Linked DNA regions of Zea mays: all the other regions are linked to region 1. Evidence: chromatin contacts called from public Hi-C data. All regions are on one chromosome and are shown on one strand. The core of a region is the stretch at or near the end of the contact, and the rest is flanking DNA. Distances in the headings are between cores, read along the strand shown. Region 1 holds the start of LOC100277895. Region 2 holds the start of LOC100272779 (50S ribosomal protein L21-like). Region 3 holds the start of LOC100304289 (Eukaryotic aspartyl protease family protein).

What was found. A called contact is a pair of places that touch in the nucleus more often than the background predicts.
Region 2: a contact with region 1 is called in a Hi-C map of tassel, with 2.3 times the contacts expected there. The contact joins the promoter of LOC100272779 here to the promoter of LOC100277895 in region 1. A contact is called at or near these places in 4 of 25 Hi-C or Micro-C datasets (ear, endosperm, leaf and 1 more).
Region 3: a contact with region 1 is called in a Hi-C map of tassel, with 4 times the contacts expected there. The contact joins the promoter of LOC100304289 here to the promoter of LOC100277895 in region 1. A contact is called at or near these places in 5 of 25 Hi-C or Micro-C datasets (ear, endosperm, leaf and 1 more).

The regions. Positions count from the first base shown.
Region 1 is chr8:68,606,809-68,609,721 of Zm-B73-REFERENCE-NAM-5.0, reverse strand. LOC100277895 reads left to right here and starts at 1,453. Exons shown (of 1, transcript NM_001151344.2): 1 at 1,453-2,913. The coding sequence starts at 1,511.
Region 2 is chr8:68,746,284-68,749,243 of Zm-B73-REFERENCE-NAM-5.0, reverse strand. It overlaps LOC100272779 (50S ribosomal protein L21-like), which reads left to right and starts at 1,407. Exons shown (of 5, transcript NM_001147232.2): 1 at 1,407-1,875; 2 at 1,964-2,044. The coding sequence starts at 1,450. It also overlaps the pseudogene LOC109941512.
Region 3 is chr8:68,443,733-68,446,529 of Zm-B73-REFERENCE-NAM-5.0, reverse strand. It overlaps LOC100304289 (Eukaryotic aspartyl protease family protein), which reads left to right and starts at 1,346. Exons shown (of 2, transcript NM_001165731.2): 1 at 1,346-2,136. The coding sequence starts at 1,568.

The DNA.
Region 1 (2,913 bases), core at 204-2,703:
TACTAAATGATGCTAAGGTATATAAGATAAATATGTACCTTTGTAACATGTATACCTCTCATTTAAAACATAATAATAACGTGCCATACCACGTTAAAACACAATAATGAAAGTTCAGGGGCCTAGTGACACAACATCTAAGTTCAGGGACCCATGTGACACAACATACCAAGTTCGAGATCCCAAATGGTTCCGAGGTGGCATGCCATGTCGACATCCAATTTTGCGAAACCGGTTTTGGATGGTTTTAAATGGACCGACAAAGTTCGAGAACATGTTTTTCTGGTTTTCTGAGTTAAGGGCCTAAGTGACACAACGTGCCATGTTCAAGGACCGACAATACACTTTACTCTTATGTTTAATAAAGTTTGGTGTGTCCTAGAGTAAGCCAGGTCAAGGTTGGAATGCTCATGTGCTAAATGGTCCGACAAAGATGTCTGGAGGCATTACCCCAGCAAAACTAGATCTCTTTTGATATAGTGGGTCGCTTTTTCTAGCCTAGTTTGTTGTTCCTCTGCGTCGCCATTTATTCAGGACCCACTGCTAGAAACCTCCTTCTTAAGCCATCATTCGGGGTGCTAAAAAGGTGTCATCCCTGATACGATAAATTGTTTACCACTTTCGCTAAGATTATGTTCAGTAATAATTGGAACTATTCAACAAAGTTGACGTCTACCATTCTGACCTCAGGGTCCAATGTCCCAAGGACCGAACAAGCCACATCGAGCCTCTGTGTTACCAAGGGTCTAGTTTAGAGCAAGCAAATCTTAAGGGGACTATTACAAGTTAAGTTTAGGACCCTTCTGTTGCCGAAGTCCCCAGCTATAATCCTAGATTCGCTCTCGGTCATGCTCAGGTTCAACACATCGGTCACTCATACCTTCACCCTCTTCAATATTTTTTTGGTACTTTACATATTCTTATGTTGTGCCACGACAATAGATGGCTATAGAAAAAAATCATCGATGTATCTAAAAATAACACCAACAAAAAATAGATCTTCGCTCTAGAGCTATTGTGAGCATAGGCTTGGAGACGATTTTGAAAGCCTCATAAAAATAGTTGTCCTTGCTAGACTAGCTAGATTTTTGCCTAGTTCGAAAAATAGGTAAAGTTGTGTTAATACTAGAGGCGGATGTAAATTAATACCTAACAACCCTATGCAGTTTCTCTGATCCGTAAAATACAATTCTAGTACAATATTAAATCAAAGTATGTTAAATTTGATCGACTATATAAACAAAAAAAACATTGATATTTATAATATCAAATAAGTATAGTAGATTTGTTAACCAAGAATACAGATGTGGTAACAAAAATCAACCATTCTTCTGTCAGGTGAGAAAAGGAAGAGAAGAAAAATTCCCACCGAAGCCCAGAAAATGGTAAGACAAAAAAATCTCATCGAACATATCGACAGCTTAAACCCGCGAAGTCAAAGCCTTCCGCCGCTCCTCTCCTCCCCCGTCGCCCGTCGGCACGAGATCCTTGCCCGAACAAAAACCAGAAGATGGGCGAGGGGAGGGGGAGACGAGATCTCACTCCCCGCTTCCTCTCCACCTCTCAAATGGCGCCACCGAGTGCTAACCGTAGCCACCAGCAGCTCGTCGTCCTACCGGTCCTGCTCCTACTCCTGATCCGGATCCCCGCATCCGCGGTAGCGGCGGCAGATACCTCCCTGTCCACCTTATCCTACTCCCACCACTGCCCCAACCTCCCGTCCGCGCTCGACCTGCCCGGCGGCGAAGTTTCGGCGCTCGGGCCCGACGCCCGTGTCCCCGTCCCCGAGGTCTCCACCGGGTACTTCGTCGGCGGGGACCGCATCTTCGGCCCCGACCCCTCCTCCCAGCCGCGCTCCTTCTCGTTGCTCCCCTCCTCCGTCGCCCGCACCACCAACGCCTCGCTCCTCCACGTCTCCGCCACTCTCACCGTCTCCGGCGGGCGGCGCCCGTTCCGCGACCGCGGCGGCCGGAACCTCTTCGAGTACGACGGCCGCGCGCGCCACTTCCGCCCGCGCCTCCCGCGCTTCACGGGGCGGCGCGGCTCCATCACCTTCGGCCTGGAGGGCTACTACTCCACCGGGTCCGGGGACCTCTGCATGGTCGGCACCGGGTCCGGGCGCGCCGCCGACGGCTCGCCCGTGCACTTCCTCCCCGTCGTGCTCCGTCTCGGCTTTCCCAGCCCCGCCAACGTGACGCGGCCCTTCGTCACCGGTCGCCTCGAGAACGTTGACACCATCAGCCCCATCGAGCCCATCTCACTCGTCGCCTACACCCAGGAGGGCTACGCGTACGGGGAGAGCGCCTCCTGCCCGCCGCCGCCTGCGGGGAGGCTTGATGCGCTCCAGGTGTTCGAGAATAGGAATTTCTCGTGCGCCCATCTCAGTTCCATGCTCAAATCGCCGTTCAGGTTGGACTACCCGAGTGGCAGCGAGTCGACCGCATCTTCACTCGGGATTCACCAAAGCTACATGTATGTCAACCGGATGCACTGCAACGATGACGGCGCTGTCCGTGCTTATGTGGCGTTCACTAACCAGACAGAGTTATCAAGGTACTACTTCATGCTGGGCGAGAAGGCCGTCGTGGTGGATGGATTCTGGGATCAGAAGAGCAGCCGGCTTTGCCTCAAAGGGTGTCACGTGGTGAAGTCGGGGCCATCCCGTGCAGATTTGGCAGTAGGTGAGTGTGGAATTGGGATGAGCTTCTGGTTCCCGGCAGTGTGGTCGTTACAGCAACGGAGCTTTTCTGCTGGTCTGGTCTGGAATGCAAGTCTGAAAAGTGGTGAGGCCGTCGCTGCCGGTTCTAGTGCAATCACTCCCAACTATAGGGGCAATCTTTCTGGTTTGAAGTATAATTACACAAAGGTGGACGAGGCTATGAAATACTATGAGAAATCTGGATTGAACAAGAA
Region 2 (2,960 bases), core at 158-2,657, 140 kb before region 1:
ACTTAGGCGTCAGTAGAGAACAACGCATGGGAACTGAAAACAATACATTGAGGAGCTCTACTTGCGATCTGGTAAGCAGGTTCTGCTCCTTGTCCATATCAAAGGTGGAGTTGATGCAGCTGCAGCTCTTTCTTTTCTTGTACTGGTCTGAGCTCAAGGGTAAGGTTACTACTGGCCTGGCGTTGGTTCTGAGCCCATATGGTGGCACCCCGGTCGCCTCTGATATCTTTCGAGAAGGCCTGATCCCTGAAAAGGATACAAGGAGGATCATGGAGCTCATGGTATGCAAACTAATCAAGGTCTATCACGAACTGTTTCTCGGCCAAATATATTGTTCACAAAATTGTTTAATAATTATCTCACCCATTTCAGTTTCAAAAACAGACGAACAATTGCAGGGTGACATCAGGGCCTTGGAGCACGCCTCACACATGTTAAGACAAAGGACTGCATCACCAAGCACAAACTTCCCGTCGGTGAGCTCTTCAAAGGACTTCATCGATGTGTCGGCAGCCATGGTGGTCATGGGCTTACGGCCCTCCACCTGCGGCTGCACTATGGGGAGAGGAGCACCGGGCTGGTGACGAGGCGTGATGCCGAGGTGCCTGGGTTGGTGGTGGTGAGGCCCGAGAGAAGGCTGGACCACGCGTGGATGGTTTACCCCACGCTTAAGATGTGTAGCGATGAGGCCGATGCAAGCGAGATGTGTGCGAGGCTCTGCTGGCCTTGCTCGTTGAGATCGACAGGAAGAAATTTGGCTGGCCGTCTGGTCATGTTGGAGTCCTCGATGGTTTTGGTTATAGATGCAAATGTGTCGAACCAGATAGCACATGCTACAAATGATCGATTTGTTTCCTTTGTTCAAAGCAAATATACTGTGGCAATATGCTACTTGGCTATGTAATGTTCTTCACATTTTAACTTAGTTCTATTTGGAATGGTTTTGGTTTCACCACCTGACTTTATTTAGTAGGAGAGATTCACTTAGGCCATATTTTGCCAAAAGCGCCTTATCTCTTTTTGGCAGGGTTTGGGTTTCTCAAAGAACGGTAAATACTGACAAATTTGTTGTCGTCTGACCAAAATCAGTTTTAACTTTACCGTTTTCCGTTACCTTTCGTTTTGACAGTTTTTTATCACTGCAAAAGAGGGCCTCGGTTATGTCACACTAATATATGTTTAGTTAAATTCAAAAGTATTTGATTTCCCGTGAAATAAGATATACATTTATTTTAGATCAGGGACGTGTGTGGTTTGATATTTGAATTTTTTGCTTGGATTGGACATGGCTCTCATTGGACGCCTTTAATCGGGATTGTCTGATCTGTCACTGTGTTATGTGTAGTCTGATCTATCACTGTGTAGTCTCGTCAAAACCGCTGTCACCGAGTATTTCCATTTCTACACTTTCGTGCCCTCCGTTCCCCTGCCTCCGCCGTCGCCGCAGCCATGGCGTCGCGGCGCTGCCTCCTCCGCCTACTCTCGAGCCGCCTCGTCCCTCAGAGATCTCAACCTTTTGCACCGGGCTCGATCGCGACAAGAACCCTGACCACTTCGTCCGAGGCCCTCGGCCCCCCAGCTCCCGGGGCCCTCCCCTCCCCTCGGCTGTACTACCTCTCGCGCTGCCACTTCGCGACCCGCTCCTCCGGCGACGAGGACGACGAATATGAAGACGAAGAAGAACACTACGACGAGGAGGATAGCGAGGGGGAATGGGGGGACGATGAGGAGGCGGTGGCGGCGAAGAAACCGAGCGGGAAGACGGAAGAGGAGAAGGTAGCGGAGGCGGCGGAGATCGGCTACAAGGTGCTCGCACCGCTCGGGGCTGACGAGAAACCCTTCAAGCCCTACGAGCCCGTCTTCGCCATCGTACAGGTCTGCTCCATTTGGCCTGTCTTTCGATATTTGAGGCTGGGGTTTGGATCTAATGCGTGACTGCGTGTGTGCTTGTTTCTCGCTGCAGATCGGCTCGCATCAATTCAAGGTGAGCAATGGCGACTCAATCTTCACGGAGAGGTTGAAGTTCTGTGATGTGAACGACAAGGTAAAAATTGCGCTTCTAGTGCGACCTGACTGGCTTGTATACATTGAGGCTGTGGCTTGTGTGATTTAGTTGCGCTGTTTGATGTTGCTTTTCAGTATGGAAGCTTTGTGTTCTTCCCTGTTTCATGTATTATCATCGTATATAACGCAATAGAAAAATGTTGCTATACTTGATCGTGTAATGGTATCTAGAATTTCCTGCTTGCAGTGGAACCCCGGTGATATAGCTCTCTTTATGTACTAGGGCTTGGACCATTGTAATTCTGCTCAGTGGTGGAGGACGTGAGAAAAACAAGGTGTAGCTCAAGTAGTGTCGCAAGAAAATAGGAGGGGATCAATGTACATTTTTTATCAATTATAATATAGTACAAAAAATCTGCGAAAAATAAAAAGAGTTAACAATAATATACTTTCTATTTTTACGGTTAACTTCCTCACCGTTGTCCTCTTAACACATGTGTATTTTGTGGAACATGTGCAATCTCTTCTACCATCTCTACTTCAGGTTCATAATAAGCTTATACTCCACTAGCCCGTGTACTTTGTTCACTTCCACTACAACTTTAACTAAAATAAAATATCTCTTCAAATCATGCCAGGAACGGTTTCAGGTGAGCTGTCGTGTGTGTGGGTTTTGGCACTTGGTGTTTAGAGCTATTTTTTTTGGTTTAATATTTGTGCTGGACGAAAGTAAGGTATTGCTTAGGCAATATGGAGCAACATTGGCTCCTCCGCCCCTGATTCTGCTCAAATTTATGTTGAAACTGCTTTGCACTATAGGCAGGGGCGGGCCCACCTCAATTTATGGGTATTCAATTAAATACCCAAGATTTTTGTTAAAAAATATGTATATATAGTGTATAATACATATGTATACATAAAAAAAAGTTAAAACAATATTCGTCTATTTGGGCTAC
Region 3 (2,797 bases), core at 97-2,596, 160 kb after region 1:
GATGGCCTAAATTCAAACACACTGCACGCGTGTGTGCTGTACATAACTAACGTGTGCGTGACAGGAAGATAGATGTCGAGGCGTGTAGTAAGCTTACGGACGGATTTCAACAAACACCTGTACTGTACGTTTTAGCTTGGTCGTTGTGTGCGCGTGCTGTCCATCGATTGGGCTGGGTCGGTGTCTCCTCTCCTCTCCCTTGTGCCGGTCATCTCTATCTCGTGAGGCTACCTCCGCCAAGCGTAACGGCAGCGGCCGCGTGGCGGCGCGCATGCGTCACCGCCCCTTGTCGACGCGGGCAAGGGCAACGAATGTGCAGCCGCGTCATTGGTCGATCGACGTGCCACTTGTCGCCTCCTTGCTTGCGTCACCAAAAGAAAAGACTCCGGGCTCCTGGGAAGCCAACAAGCAGCATGCCTGTGCCCACGGCCCACGCAGCCAACGCTGGATCGGTCGCTCACCGGAGCAAACTGCAAACGATGACAGGGGCCGCCTGTGTGTCACTGACTCACTGTCACCTGCGGCTGCGGACGTGCATGCACACCTGGGCGCGCAACGTGGCACGGCATGGGTGGCACAACGACCAATGTGCGCGCGGAGCCCAGCCATGTAATCTACAGTAGCACAGCAGCTGCTGGTCCGGACAGAGATTTGGCACGTCCAGACAGTATTACGGCCCCACCACGGCACCACGCCAACGACCGATCGAGTGTGCATGTAGTCAGGGCACTAGCAGCTCTGCACCTGCGTCTGTCCTGGTTCAGCGCATAGTGTGAGTAGGAAGGACCGAAGGAGTAGGTGCTGATTGGGGGAACTGATCTGATCGGAATCGCCAATCAGGACGGCGAATCCGGCTTGCTCGCCGTCCTAGCTAGTAGCTGCCAACGGGCATCCGGAGGACCGGACCCGGGCGAAATCATCTTCTGCAGATCGCATTGTTGCCTACCTTTCGATTCCTTCCCCCCCGCCCTGAAACCAGCCAGCCGGTGATCTTGCAGAGCTGGATTTCTGTCGCGATAAGATAGCCGTTACTGCCGTAAGATTTCCATGGATGGACTCGAATGTGAGGCCCACACGAACATAACATGCCTGGCAACTAGAGCGGCCGGGCCCATGGCCCACGGCGGACAGCGAGCAAATCTCCGGCGGGCAGGAACCAGGAAGAAGGAAAGGAGATCATCTATCATCCTGGCTCGCTCGACCCGGCCGCCAATCAGTCGCGCTTGCCAAACGCCAGCGAAGCGCGCACGATCCGACCCAACCCAATCCACGGGCAGAGCGCCAGCCATTTTGTTTATAAAAGACGACGTCTCCCCCGCTTCGCCGTCACGGACGCAGCCAAAAACTCTGCTCCGCTCCGGCCACCTCCCTCTTCTTCGACTGAGTAAACACGAGCAGCCGAGCACGCGACCCGACAACGCTCGCGCGGAGGCCGAAATGCCCGCTGCTGCTCCTCTTCCCAGTACGTAGCAGCGGAACATCGTCGTGGGTCGTCCGCCGTTGCCATCGTGTGACGGCGTGAAGGGATCGGATCGAAGGAGGCCGCAAGCCAAGCAAGGATCAAGAAATGGCGTCGCGCGGCCACCTGCTGCTACTAGCGCTGCTCGTGCTGGCCGCGGCGGCAGCGGCAGCGTCGGGCGGCGGGCGACAGCACCAGCAGCGGCAGCGCGGCGGGAGGAAGCCGAAGCCGGCGCGGCCGCGGCTGGACCTCGTCCCCGCCGCGCCGGGCGCGTCCCTGGGCGAGCGCGCGAGGGACGACGCGCGCCGCCACGCGTACATCCGGTCGCAGCTGGCGTCCCGCCGGCGCCGCGCCGCCGACGTGGGCGCGTCCGCCTTCGCCATGCCGCTCTCGTCGGGGGCCTACACCGGCACGGGCCAGTACTTCGTGCGCTTCCGCGTGGGCACCCCCGCGCAGCCGTTCGTGCTGGTGGCGGACACCGGCAGCGACCTCACCTGGGTCAAGTGCCGCGGCGCTGCTGGACCACCGGCTTCGGACCCGCCGGCGCGCGAGTTCCGCGCCTCCGAGTCCAGGTCGTGGGCGCCCCTCGCGTGCTCCTCCGACACCTGCACCTCCTACGTGCCCTTCTCTCTCGCCAACTGCTCGTCGCCGGCTAGTCCCTGCGCCTACGACTACCGGTCAGTACCTCACCATCTCCCCATTTCCATTCCCCAAGAACAGGCACCACCGCAGCAGCAGTAGTAAGTGTTGCCGTGTTGGTTGGTGAGCGAGCGGGTGGGTCGGGACCTCACCTCGCGCGCGCCATTACTCGCGCAGCTTTTTAACCGTGCTCCTCCTCCTCCTGCCGGTCTCGCCGCGGCATGGCATTCAATTTGCTTCGCTCGGCAGGCTCTGCTCCTGATTGCTGGGGCTGCTAGTGAGTGCGGGCACGAGTTCATGCGCCTTGTGCTCTTGCACTTGACTGACTCTCCTGTGAAATTCACCCTCTACTACTACATTCAGGGTAGACGTAGACTACACACGACTCACGGTGACAGTAGATTCTAGGGATTGGCCAACCACAAGCAGCCGCAGCACGGCAGCAGCACGTTGTACGGGTCGAGGTTGTCCAGGCTCCGGCCGGGACGGACGAGCGGGCAACCACCACACATTTATTCTTCACCGGCCCCGGCCGCGTCTCTCCGATCCGTCGCGCGCGATCTGGACGACGCGACGCCCCGATCGTTGGTGGCGCGCACGTTGGCGTAGGTAGGGCGGCGTCGCGGCCGCCGATGCGCTGTCGCCTGCCTCCTGTCTCCGGTTCGTTTTGTTTAAAAAAAATGGAGCAACTTGTTCACC